Regions from separate parts of the Mus musculus genome. Here region 1 is linked to region 2. A link is a contact called in public HiChIP or PLAC-seq data. All regions are on one chromosome and are shown on one strand. The core of a region is the stretch at or near the end of the contact, and the rest is flanking DNA. Distances in the headings are between cores, read along the strand shown.

Region 1 (5,472 bases), core at 2,530-5,029, 220 kb after region 2:
TACCCTAGACTTCTCCAGCCCCGGGGCTGGGCTGCTCTTTCCTTGGCTGCCCCTTTCCTATAGAATCTAGCCATTTATAGAATATAACCAAAAGGTTACATGGCCTTTGCATCCACTCTTTACCCTCTTGGCCTCTTGGTCTGACTCTTGCTTCCCCCATCTCTTCACAGTCTGGTCATGTTTACTCCGGGTTCTCCCAGATGTCCCTGCCTCTGACTATGCTCTCCTGTTTATCTACAATGAACCTTCTTCTCCATCATACCTGGGACCAGTCATCTACCTTTCCCTTTTATTTCTTTTTTTTTCATTCAACAACCATTCTGTGAAACTCTTTCCGGGTAATGGGGTATAGGAACGGTGTTGATGTGGGGAACACTGTATCCAGCTCCTGGATGCACCTTCATTTGTGGAGGCCATGCTGATGGTCTTTGTGATAATTCACCGTGCCACTGGTGTTGGGAGAAAAGGGCTGTTGTCCTGGTTTATCAGGTAAGAAACTAAGTCCTCCTTTCTGTCAAGGCTGTTCTGAGGCCTGCCGTCCTGCTGCCCACACATGGGGAACCTGATGAGTGTTTTCTGTATGTTTTCCTGCCATGGTGGGCTCTGAGTCAGACTCCAGGATCGGCTACCAGCCTTGCTTGGTACATGGGGAGATTCTTCTGGACCAACTGGAACATGCTGGTTCCTCAGCTCCATAGAAGGCTTCTAGCACTCTCTAGTTGAAACTCTGGAAGTTCTCCTGCCCTGTCCCACTAGAAAATGGCAAGTACAGTGAGGTAAGACACAAGACAACCCTCTGTATGGAAGGAACTTTTTACCACTATAACTAACAAGCTCTGGGCTAAGGAGATGGGTTAGTGACTTAGCACTTGCCACATAAGCTTAAGGACTCGAGTTTACCAGAATCATGTAAATGACTGCCTTAGTTAGGATTTTACTGCTGAGAACAGGCACCATGACCAAGGCAACTCTTATAAGGACAACATTTAATTGGGGCTGGCTTACAGGTTCAGAGAGAGGTTCAGTCCATTATCATCAAGGCAGAAAGCACGGCAGCATCCAGGCAGAGATGGTGCAGGAGGAGCTGAGGGTTCTACATCTTCATCTGAAGGCTGCTAGGATGAGAGTCTTAAAGCTCACACCCACAGTGACACACCTACTCCAACAAAGCCATACCTTCTAATAGTACCACTCCCCGGGCCAAGCATATACAAATCCTAACTATGCCCACTGGGTATGGCTGCCCACCTGTAATTTCAGTCTCAGAGGGCAGAGATGGGATCCCAGAGCACTATGGGTAACAAGCCTAGCCATATCAGTGAGCTTTGGGTTGACTGAAAGGGATGCCTCACTGACTAAGGTAGGAGAACAAAGGGAGATGACTCCAGACAGGCAAGGGCATCCATGCGCAGCATACCCACTCTCACATGTGCCTGTGTAAGGAACACACACATGAAAATGGAAGACAGAATGTCATGGGTCAAATGAGCTATCTCTGGATCATGTTTCTTTTAGAGCAGCTATACCTCAATTCTCAGGCTCAGGCCATCTCTTTGTCCTCCGTTGCTCATTGCTGAGCCCTTAGCATTCACACAGTGTGCTTTCACCTTTGGCTCCGTGTGAGGTGAGCAGAGAAGGCCAATTACATCCTGAAGATGAGCATGGAGGGAGGCACAGGGTCAGAGGTCAACTGCACAGGTCCAGAGAAAGGTGCTTTTCTGCCTTCGCTGCCCTGTCTCAATGTGGTTGGGTTTTTGTAACCAAAAAAAAAAACAAAAACAAAAACAAAAAACAAAAAAAAAACAAAAACAAAAACAAAAACAAAAAAAACCCAAAAAAACAAAAAAACAAAAAACAAAAAACCACGCATAGAAACCATACAGATTTAGTTCTCATGATTCTGCAGGCTAGACCATCCGAGGTCAAGGTGATTCTGTGTCTGGTGAGGGGCTGCTTTCTGCCTGTTGGATGGTGGGTTTTGTGGCAACTTTGCAAGGCAGAAGCAGACAGGTCAGCTTTCTTGCTAATTAAGACCCCCCGCCCCGCCTTAATGCTACCAATTCCATTCTTTGAATCATTTCCAAAAGCCCATGGCCTAACACCATCAGGTTGGGGCTTAGGTTTTGCACATGGGCTCAGTGGCACTGTAATCGAGAGCTTCAGTGCCCTAGCTCCTGCCAGAAACTCAGACTTATTTGGTCTGAGTGTTGACCCGAAAGCTCTTGGTTGTTCCTACCGCCGCTCATAATGGAGAGCCATCTTGGGGTCTCTCATTGGTTTGGATCTGGGCGCATCAACCACATTGGCTGAGTGGTGCTGCCTATGCAAATTACCTCATATGTGCAATAAACTGCCCTGCTACTTCCGATTCTTTTCCCAACACCAGCCAGTGAGCAGGCGACCATGATCCTCTTTCTGTCTCAGTCCTACAACCACATCAACTCTGGATGCCCAGGAGAAGTGGGTGCTTGGTGGCCCTTGTCTGCTTTCCCACAGCAGGCTACCAAAGCTGGGAACTGTGTGACACCTTCAGGGACAAGGTAGCGGGTGGCAAAGGAAGAGACATCTGCATTTAAATCACTTTTACTTTTTATTGAGAACCTCTCTCATGTGAGAAAAGCTCACACAGTCACTTTCCACGGTCGCTGCTTTGCCATCATTTTCAACACTCCGAGGACAAGATGAGATTAGATGGAGGGACGGGGCCGCGCTAAGATGAGCATCAAGGACTGGATTTAAATCCAATTCTCCAGGCGAGCTTCTTATTACAGGACTTGAGGCAAGAGCCTCTGTGGCCTAATCCAAGGTTTCTCTAACAGCTGGGTCACTGGCAATGTCACTGCTGCTTTTATTCTGGGGATATCAAGGGGATAGTAAGAGAGCTTGCTCAAACTAATTCTGAATTCCCACAATCGCTTGCCTCCGAGGCGCCCAATAGACACTCCTGCCAGCGAGCCTTCCCTGGTCACCTGAGACCTGAAATAAAAATGGTTTAACCCTTCGTGATGGTTAGACAGGGCATGTACCCGGATCTTTCCACTCCATCAGAGTGAATTTCAAATGGAAGATCTCAGGGATCAAAAGAAAGGCACAGGTTTAATTATCTCGCAGCGGCCACACCCACTCAGCCTGCCTAGTGTGTCCCCGCCTGGTCGGGAGAGCGAGGCACATCGACTGGGTACATAGCACACGGAGAGGAGACAGGGGTGGGGGTGGAGTTGGTTTGGTGAGCTGCTGTGACCAAGGCCTTGGGGGATCAGGGAGGGCAATGATTCCTAAGCTGACCTGAGAGCCATTGTCATTCACATTTGCTGTGGCTATTGCAAGGTAGTAATGGCTAAGTGATGTTGTTTATCTTTTTTATTTTTGTACTGCTGGGCATGAACCAAGGGCCTCACATAGGGCGGGCAAACACTTTACCTCCGGATTGCATCCTTAGTCTAGAGATGCCATTTAAACTAAAGTCACGACTTCTAAATAGAACTCTGGGGCCAGTGAGATGGCTCAGGAGGTAAGTAAAGAAGCTTGCTGCCAAGCCTCGCAGCTAGAGTTCCATGCCTGGGTCCCGGAAGGTGTGAGGAGAGAACCAATTTCTGCAAGCTGTTATCTGACACTAACATGTGTTGTGTACCGTGATATCCCCATGCCCACCACACAATTTAAAAAAAAAAACAAACAAACAAGAAAAAAAAGAAAATCATTTTTATTTTATCAGTGTCTGTGTATGTGAGTCTGATCCCCTGGAGGCGGAGTTACAGGCATCTTCGAGCTTCCTGATACAGGCGCTGGGAACCACCCTCAGGTCCTTGCCAAGGGCAGTGTGTGCTCTCAACTGCTGTGTCATCTCTTTAGCCCTAATTTTTTTTTTTAAAGCAGAACTCTGCTCATGGGTTTTAGGAAAACTTCTGTTGCCCTGATAAAAGAGGAGAAGCAGCTGGCTCTGCACTCCTTTCCTCTACCCGGAAAGAAAATGCGATGCCGGCGGGTGTGGCAGCCATATTGCAACCGTGAGGCCGGAGAGCAGGATCAAGGGAGGCATCTGCTGGGAGTGTAGATGTTTCTGCTCACAGCATCTTGAACTGTGACCAACTGCCTGCACTGGGTGAGGTGAACGATGTTCACAACAAGAAGCATAAAGTGGATGTGATCCTGATAGGTTGGTGACAAGGGACAAAAGCAGCTTAGGGCCCATGGCCAGCCATTCCTCAAGGCTTAAGAGAGCTGTGGAGTCCCTCACTTGTAGCACAGCCTGGGACCCCAGCAGTCACCCTGCCCTGGGCTCATACTCCTGGGACTTCTGGTGTTCAATGGGCAAAGTGCCAAGGGTATCCGTCTTCTGGACAAATATGAGAGGCCAGCCTGCCAGGGATGCTCCTTTCTAACTAAAGGAGTCACATTTCTGAGCAGAGATGGGAGCAAGGCTCCAGGTTGTTTCTGGCGGGTGCCCTGCCTCCACATTACACCCCAAAACATTCTACAGTTATTTTGAGAATTACATGTGCAAAGGGGAGGTGGGGAGAGACTGGGTCAGTTAAGGCTATCTGGGGACTGTCCAGCACAGACGTGCCTTTGACAAAGACTACTGAAAAGACACCATGAACGTCATCGTTGCGCCTCCAATGATAGCCGGAAGCTGCCTGCCTTGGGATTTCTGATCATGGAGAAAAAGAAACACCTATTTACCTAAGTGACCACAGGTTACTGGTTTTTTTTTTCCCCCTGTACCTTGCATTTCAATGCTGTCCTTATGGAAACAAGGCACATTTCTACATGTCCTGGGGGAGATGGGTGCTCCAGGGGAGGGGTCTGGGGAAGTGTCTTGTGCTCAGGGGTAGGGTGAGAGGGTGGAGGTATGGCATTTACACTGGGACATGGAGAGATCCGAATTATGTAGGGGGGGGGGCGGAGAAGGGGAAGGGAGCTTCCCAGGTGATGTAAGGTGACTGACCGTGTGAGTCAAGGGGAGGCAAGGGACGGGTGAGCCGCTTTCTGGTTTAAGTGACTCCAGACACTCAGGGTTTCTCGTTGTCTTGAGTGTGTGCACAGGCTAGGATTTTAACCACCCCCCGCCACTCCCAGTCTTAATTTGGAAATGGGTTTAAAGTCCCATTTTTGGGATTCCCCACATATGACCTATGGAGCTATTTGTATGCTGCTGTTTGGGACACTTGCCCTGGCTTCACACAGTGCTCTGCACTCAACCTCTGGCTCCAGGGCCCCCTGGTGCTGGCTGGGTGTCTCTGTCTCTCCTGTCTCTTGGCTCCTGGTTTAAACAGGGCATTTGCCCAGATTCCTTGGCCACTGTCATCTGTGCTGCAACTCCTGCTATTTCCTCAGGGTGACAGGGGCACCTCAGGGTGACAGGGGCACCTCAGGGTGACAGGGGCACCGTCTTTGAGTGGACCAAGCCCCTCCTGAGTTTGCTGGTGGCAAGGCAAGAACATTTCTGCTGTTCTTTTGTTGTTGTTGTTT
Region 2 (6,156 bases), core at 2,940-5,439:
CTCATACACGTAAACAAAAATAAAATAAAAATAAATAAAATCTCAAAAAAAAAAAAATCTTTTTAAAGTCTCAGAGGAGCCAGGCACAATGGTTCCTAGCAGCTGGGAGTCTGAGGGGCATCATGAATTTAAGACCTGACTGTGCTACATAACAACTTCCAAGTTTACTTCTCAAAACAAACAAACAAAACAGCTTAGGTCAAATGTTCCTTGGCCCAGCGTCAGGGCATGATCTGCCAAGGTCACACAGTCATCTATAGCAAAGGAAGACAGGGCCTCTGGGGCCCAGCTATCTTTCCATGACACCACAGACTTATGATCACAAGACAGGGCAACCGGCAGCACACACACCCAGCCTGGAGCCAGAATACAGGGCACCATGAGCCCCAGGCTGAGGGACAAACACCTTAGAGCCAACTGTCTTGAGCAACTGGCCTGGCAGCAGCCTGACCTTTCCAGTTGTCCGCTGGTCCCGCCTAGTCCAGGAGAGGGCGCCAGCCACCAGCAGGGGTCTGAGCCTTTATCCCATGCCCATAAACCCTTGGGAGCAAGTCAAGGTATACCTCTGAATGGACATAGTAAGCAGCATACAAGCCGGGTTCCAGGCTCCATGCCAGGGCCTTTTAAATAGTTAATATTTGTTTTAATATTTAATATAATTTAATACCATCACAACATAGGTCAGACCGTGTAATGCTTCTCCTCAGAATCCAGAGATGCCTCCCCATGTCGCTGAGAATGAAAGCACCGCGACCTGAGAGATGCTGGGCCATCTGGCCTTTGCAAACTATCCGATCCATTTTACCCTGATGCTGTGTTCATCCTCCTAGCCTGGCTGGCCTTCTGGCTCTCCCCAGCTTCCGCCAGGTGCATCCCACATGGGCTGAAATGGTCCTGTGTGTTCATCCCTTCCTCATCCCTTTAAGACTGGCTCTAGAGTTGCTGTGGAGGCGACTCCAGTCACCCTGTTTTGGTTTTTAATTTTATTTGTTTGCTTGCTGTTTAATTTATTTTAGAGACAGGCCTTCACTGTATAGCTAAGACTGATCTCAAACTCCCAATCTTCCTGCCTCAATGCTGGGATTACTGGCATGTACCACCACACTGATCCAACCACCCTATCTTTCTTTCTTTCTTTTTTTTTTTTTTTTAAAGATTTATTTATTTATTTAATGTGTATGAATACACCGCAGCTGTCTTCAGACACACACCAGAAGAGGGAATTGGGTCCTATTACAGATGGTTGTGAGCCACCATGTGGTTGCTAGGAATTGAACTCAGGACCTCTGGAAGAGAAGTCTGTGCTCTTAACTGCTGAGCCATCTCTCCAGCCCCAACCACCCTATCTTAAAGTACACCCCTACCACATTTGTAACCCCCAGCACTTGCTGAGTCATCTACACTAAAGTATTTCTCTCTGTCTCTGTCCTTACACTTTCTTTTTTGCTCTGTCAAATGTCTGTCTTCTCCAGTATAAGCATCCCCAGGGACTGGCCTCTATGTCTGTGTTGCTCGTGGCTCTGTTCCTGGTCAATGAAATGGTGCCAGCCTCATAGGACGAACTCAAGAATGTTTGCTGAAAGAACAGATGCACCCCATGTGTGGCTACTCCCATGCATAGATGAGGAAACTGAGGTTCAGAGATGCTAAGTGATTTGTTCAAGGGCACATGGTTCATTTATTTAACCCACCAACTTGTCAATGAGCCAACATTTCCAGACCCTCCGCTGCATTCCCTGTGATGGTGAGGCACAATGTTATTTAAATGGTTTTGCGTGATGAGCTTTGTGTGTGTGTGTGTGTGTGTGTGTGTGTGTGTGAGAGAGAGAGAGAGAGAGAGAGAGAGAGAGAGAGAGAGAGAGTTAATAGGGGGAGGTGTGCTGGTGTACCCACCCATGCATGCATATGTAGAGGCCGGAAGTTGATGTGGAGTCTCTTCTCTATTGCTCTTCAACTTAGACTTTAAGACAGGATCATTCACCGAGTCTGGAACATTCTAACTCAGGTAGGCTGGCTACCTGGCCAGAAGCCTCTAGCATTCATCCGTCTCTGCTCCTGAACACTGAGGTTACCCACCAGGATTTTTTATGTGGCTTCTGGGGACCCAAATACTGGCCCTCCTGCTTGCACAATGAGCAATTTACCATGGAGTCCCTCCTCAGCCTGACTGTGAGCTTAAAAACAAAACAGTAGCTCTTCCTTTGTTCTTGGTGTTCTGAGTCTTATGCCTTCTCCCACATTTTTTTTTTAAACCTTTTTAGAATTCAACTTACATTGTAGAATTCAATTCATCATTGGCGGTTGCCAGGGACTGGTAGACAAGGTGTGGCTGACTCCAAAGAGGATGCACACGTGAATATTTAGGGTGATGGAACTGCTTTGAATGTTCCTGGGGTGGAAAATACACAATTTCATGCATTTGTCAAAAACCGGAGGCCTGCACATCACAAAGAGTCAGCTTTAATGTATGCAAACTACATGAAAAGACATCCCCTAAGGCTCTTAATCTTTATGGACATAATTCAGTGTTTAAATTGTTTCTTCTGTACTGTGCACCTGGGAATGCATGCCCATGCTCTCAAGCACACACACACACACACACACACACACACACACACACACACACACACACACACACGCATGCACATTTTGACTTAAGTATCCCAGAATGAATGTGGTTCTTTTATTTAACCAACCAAAAAAAAAAAAAAAAATCAAGAATACTCTCTTCATCTCTGAATGACCCTGGCTTTCAGCCTTTCCTAATGTTTATCCCTTAGCTCAAGGTCAGTTCTAGATCTGTAAAGGTGTGTGTGTGTGTGTGTGTGTGTGTGTGTGTGTGTGTGTGTGTGTGCAAATGGAACTGATGACCTCAGGAATCCTATGAAAGTCCCTTGAAATGTAAATTCATATTCTGTATATGCAGTTGTCAGATATAACAAAGAAGAGATAGATAGATCCTGTGGTCATTTCCCAGTGGTGACATCTTGTATGACTACTAAGAAAGTGACTTTGGGATGGAATATCCAGATCATCAGATTTAACAGTTTTATATGCATTCATGTGCCTGTGTGTACATGCGTGCTTGTGTGTGCGTGTGTGTGTGTGTGTGTGTGTGTGCGCGCGTGCGCATGTGTGTGTGTGCGTGTGTGTGTGTGTGTGTCCATCCCCCAGGGACTTCTCTCTACGGGAAAGAAGAGCTTCTGCGCTATCATCCAAGAAGTCTGTGTGGGTCCCTGGCTGACCTTTGACCTCCAACCTTCACGTGCAAAGCCTCTGTCACCTTGATTCTTTCCCTGCCTTTCCCTGTTGATCTGTCCTTCAGAGTGAGCACAGCTGAGAAAAGTGGGCACCTGGGAAGACGGTGAGGGACTGCAACCTATGTCGAGTGGCCTGGACACCCCTGCATTTACCCCATGTGTGTGTATCCAACCTCCACAAGTTGGGCAAAGAAATCCCCCAGGCTTGAAATCAGGCACAGCGCTCCCTGCCTGGAGAATGGAATCCTCACCAACCCAACCTGTTGTCCTCATTCACACTTCAAGCCTTCCAAACCCCTCTTTTACCGCGTTGTCCTCATGCCATCCGTGTCTCCCCTTGAGGCTATTATTGCTGATTGCAATCCTAGCCAACTTCCCTTTCTATAGGTGAAGGCAAATTGAGAGAGGGTTAGGGGTCACCTGGCTGGTGAAGGTAGTAGGGTGGTGGTGTAGTGAGCACAGGACCTGCTGGGAGCTGAAAATCCACCAGAACTCCAGGCTTTGGGTCTTGGTGCTTACCAGCTGTTACGGAGGTGCTGGGAGAGGCCATTGGTCCGGTCTGCTCACCTCCACTGGGGCCTGTCTCTCCATGTGCCTCTCATCTCTGGACCTTTCCTCTTCCTCTCCAACCAGCCTAGTGAGACTAGGGCGCTGGGGCCCGAAGAAAGGAAGCGGGCCTAAGCCCAGGGGTAATTCGACTCCCCCAGATTTCACAAGCTGGGGGCGGGGAAGGGGGCGACACACCGTGGGGGAGGAGATTCTTTTAGGCCAGCTCTGGCGATGGGGGCACTGGGAGAGAGAGGAGCCACATGGAGTCCAAATCCCCTCCTCTGCTGCCCCCTCCCTCCACTGCTCATTCGCAACCCGAGCCGGGGGCCCTAAAAATAGTCCCTGAGGCGCAATCGCCGGCCGCCCTGGTGACCTTCTGCACAGGCCGAAAGCGGGCGGGCAGCAGGAAGGCCGGCCGCCGGCCCCATAGGACTCATCTCTTAAGGCACCATACCCCCTAGGGCGTCCCCCTGGCCTCCCAATTCTAGCGTCCCCTGCCCCTCTAGTCCAGCTCGCAGAGGCCATGCAGAAAGCCCGGGGCACGCGAGGCGAGGACGCCGGCACGAGGGCACCTCCTAGCCCCGGGGTGCCCCCGAAGAGAGCCAAGGTGGGGGCCGGCAGAGGGGTCCTCGTCACCGGGGATGGGGCCGGGGCGCCGGTCTTCCTGCGGCCCCTGAAGAACGCGGCGGTGTGTGCGGGCAGTGATGTAAGGCTGCGGGTAGTAGTGAGCGGGACACCCCAGCCTAGCCTCAGCTGGTTCCGGGATGGGCAGCTCCTGCCTCCACCGGCCCCAGAGCCCAGCTGCCTGTGGCTGCGGAGCTGCGGGGCTCAGGACGCCGGCGTGTACAGCTGCAGCGCCCAGAATGAGCGGGGCCAGGCCTCCTGTGAGGCAGTGCTCACAGTGCTGGAGGTCAGAGGTAATGCGGAGGTGGGGCCTACCTGGCAGGGCTGGGGTCACAAGGGGTAGAGACAGCTGCCCAGGCCATGCGATGCAGGTTGCAGTCCCTCACCATCTTCCCAGGTGTCCCGTTTTCCCTGATGGGCCCCTTCTGAAGGGCAGATCAACAGGGAAAGGCAGGAGAGTGTATCAAGGTAGATAGAGATGCTTCTCATAAGAAGGTCAGAGGTCAACGGTCAGCAGTTGGTGGGTCTAGCCTGAGACCCACACAGACCTCTCGGTCAATAGTGCAAAAACTCTCCTAATCCAATAGAGAGAAACCTTCTGGAGAGAAATGCCCTCGTCTGCTCCAGTGACAGACTTGAGACCTGGTGACCAGCCCCTCTCAGTATGTGTGTGTGTTGTCTTAAAGACAGGCCAGTTCTCCTGTTCCAGACCATGTGGGAGGAGATGGCTATGGCTAGACCTTCTCTCTTCATGATCAACACTGGGACAAGAATGGTGTGGTCAGAACTAGGCAAAGCAGAAGGGGTCAGATGTGTATGAGCAGGACCCAGATGTGAGAAGTGGCTGTTTGAGAATCCGTGTGTGTGTGTGTGTGTGTGTGTGTGTGTGTGTGTGTGTGTGTGTGTGTGTGTGTTTGAGGCATTCTGAGTTGTGGGAGGCTCTGGACTCTCATGGGGTTAATACAAACACACAGCCCTAGGGTAGATGTGGCTAGTGTTGAAAGCCTGTGAATCATGTATCTCTATTGAGGTTTCCATATGAGTGTTCAGAGGACACGGAAGGGGGATGCTTTGGGCTGGTGCCTTGGCTCTTGGGAAGATGGGATTCTAGGCTGATAGACTGAGGCAGAAGAGGAGGAGCAGGAGCCTCGGTCTTGTAGTTGGTCCTGTTGGAGCTGGTGGGGATGTCAGACCAGCTAGATTGTCCTGGGGTCAATGTGGGGGTTTTGTTCAGTTTCTGAGCCAAACGGTTCTCTAAACTAAAAACAGTCTTGGACCTACCAAACTTTGAAAAAAATGGAACTCTGAGGGAGTAGGTTTCATTTAGGGGAGATGGCAAAGGGCTAGGGGGTAGGGGGGCTGTTTTGATCATTTTCTTTTTCTTTTAAATTTATTTTTATTTATATTATACTGTAGCTGTCTTCAGACACTCACCAGAAGAGTGCATCAGATGGTTGTGAGCCACCATGTGGTTGCTGGGAATTGAACTCAGGACCCCTGGAAGAGCAGTCAGTGCTCTTAACTGACTGAGCCATCTCTCCAGCCCTTGGTCATTTTCTAGAGAGACATCTCATTCCATTCCATGGTACAATATAAGGGTCAATCTTTGAGATCTGGGGAGGAAGTCCAGGGATAAAAGACCTTGGCAGGTGGAGGGGAATGAAGGTTGCGTTGGAATGCAATAGGAGATGGAAGGGGGGCATTGTCTCTATCAGTGTCTTCT

Evidence for each region. HiChIP or PLAC-seq counts read pairs in DNA pulled down with a chosen protein or histone mark.
Region 1: an H3K4me3 HiChIP or PLAC-seq map of embryonic stem cells shows a contact between it and region 2, with 26 read pairs. The contact joins the enhancer-like site here to the promoter of Speg in region 2. A contact is called at or near these places in 5 of 39 promoter capture datasets (the HPC-7 cell line, cranial neural crest, embryonic stem cells and 2 more), 1 of 484 Hi-C or Micro-C datasets (embryonic stem cells), 2 of 115 datasets of contacts at active chromatin or transcription factors (embryonic stem cells and stem cell-derived neural progenitor cells) and 2 of 9 other capture datasets (adipose tissue and liver).

Annotation. Positions count from the first base shown.
Region 1 is chr1:75,591,877-75,597,348 of GRCm38.p6, forward strand. No RefSeq gene overlaps it. Among named protein-coding and RNA genes, the nearest start is that of Slc4a3, 48 kb to the left of the region's middle. Within about 2 kb of position 3,780, at least 6 of the 459 cell types and tissues checked have an H3K27ac peak or open chromatin away from gene starts, as enhancers often do. A contact at or near this core is called in embryonic stem cells, where this site is marked.
Region 2 is chr1:75,371,108-75,377,263 of GRCm38.p6, forward strand. Speg (SPEG complex locus) reads left to right here and starts at 4,190. Exons shown (of 41, transcript NM_007463.4): 1 at 4,190-4,726. The coding sequence starts at 4,333. It overlaps Gm15179 (predicted gene 15179), which reads right to left and starts at 3,908. Exons shown (of 4, transcript NR_037976.1): 1 at 3,780-3,908; 2 at 2,274-2,389.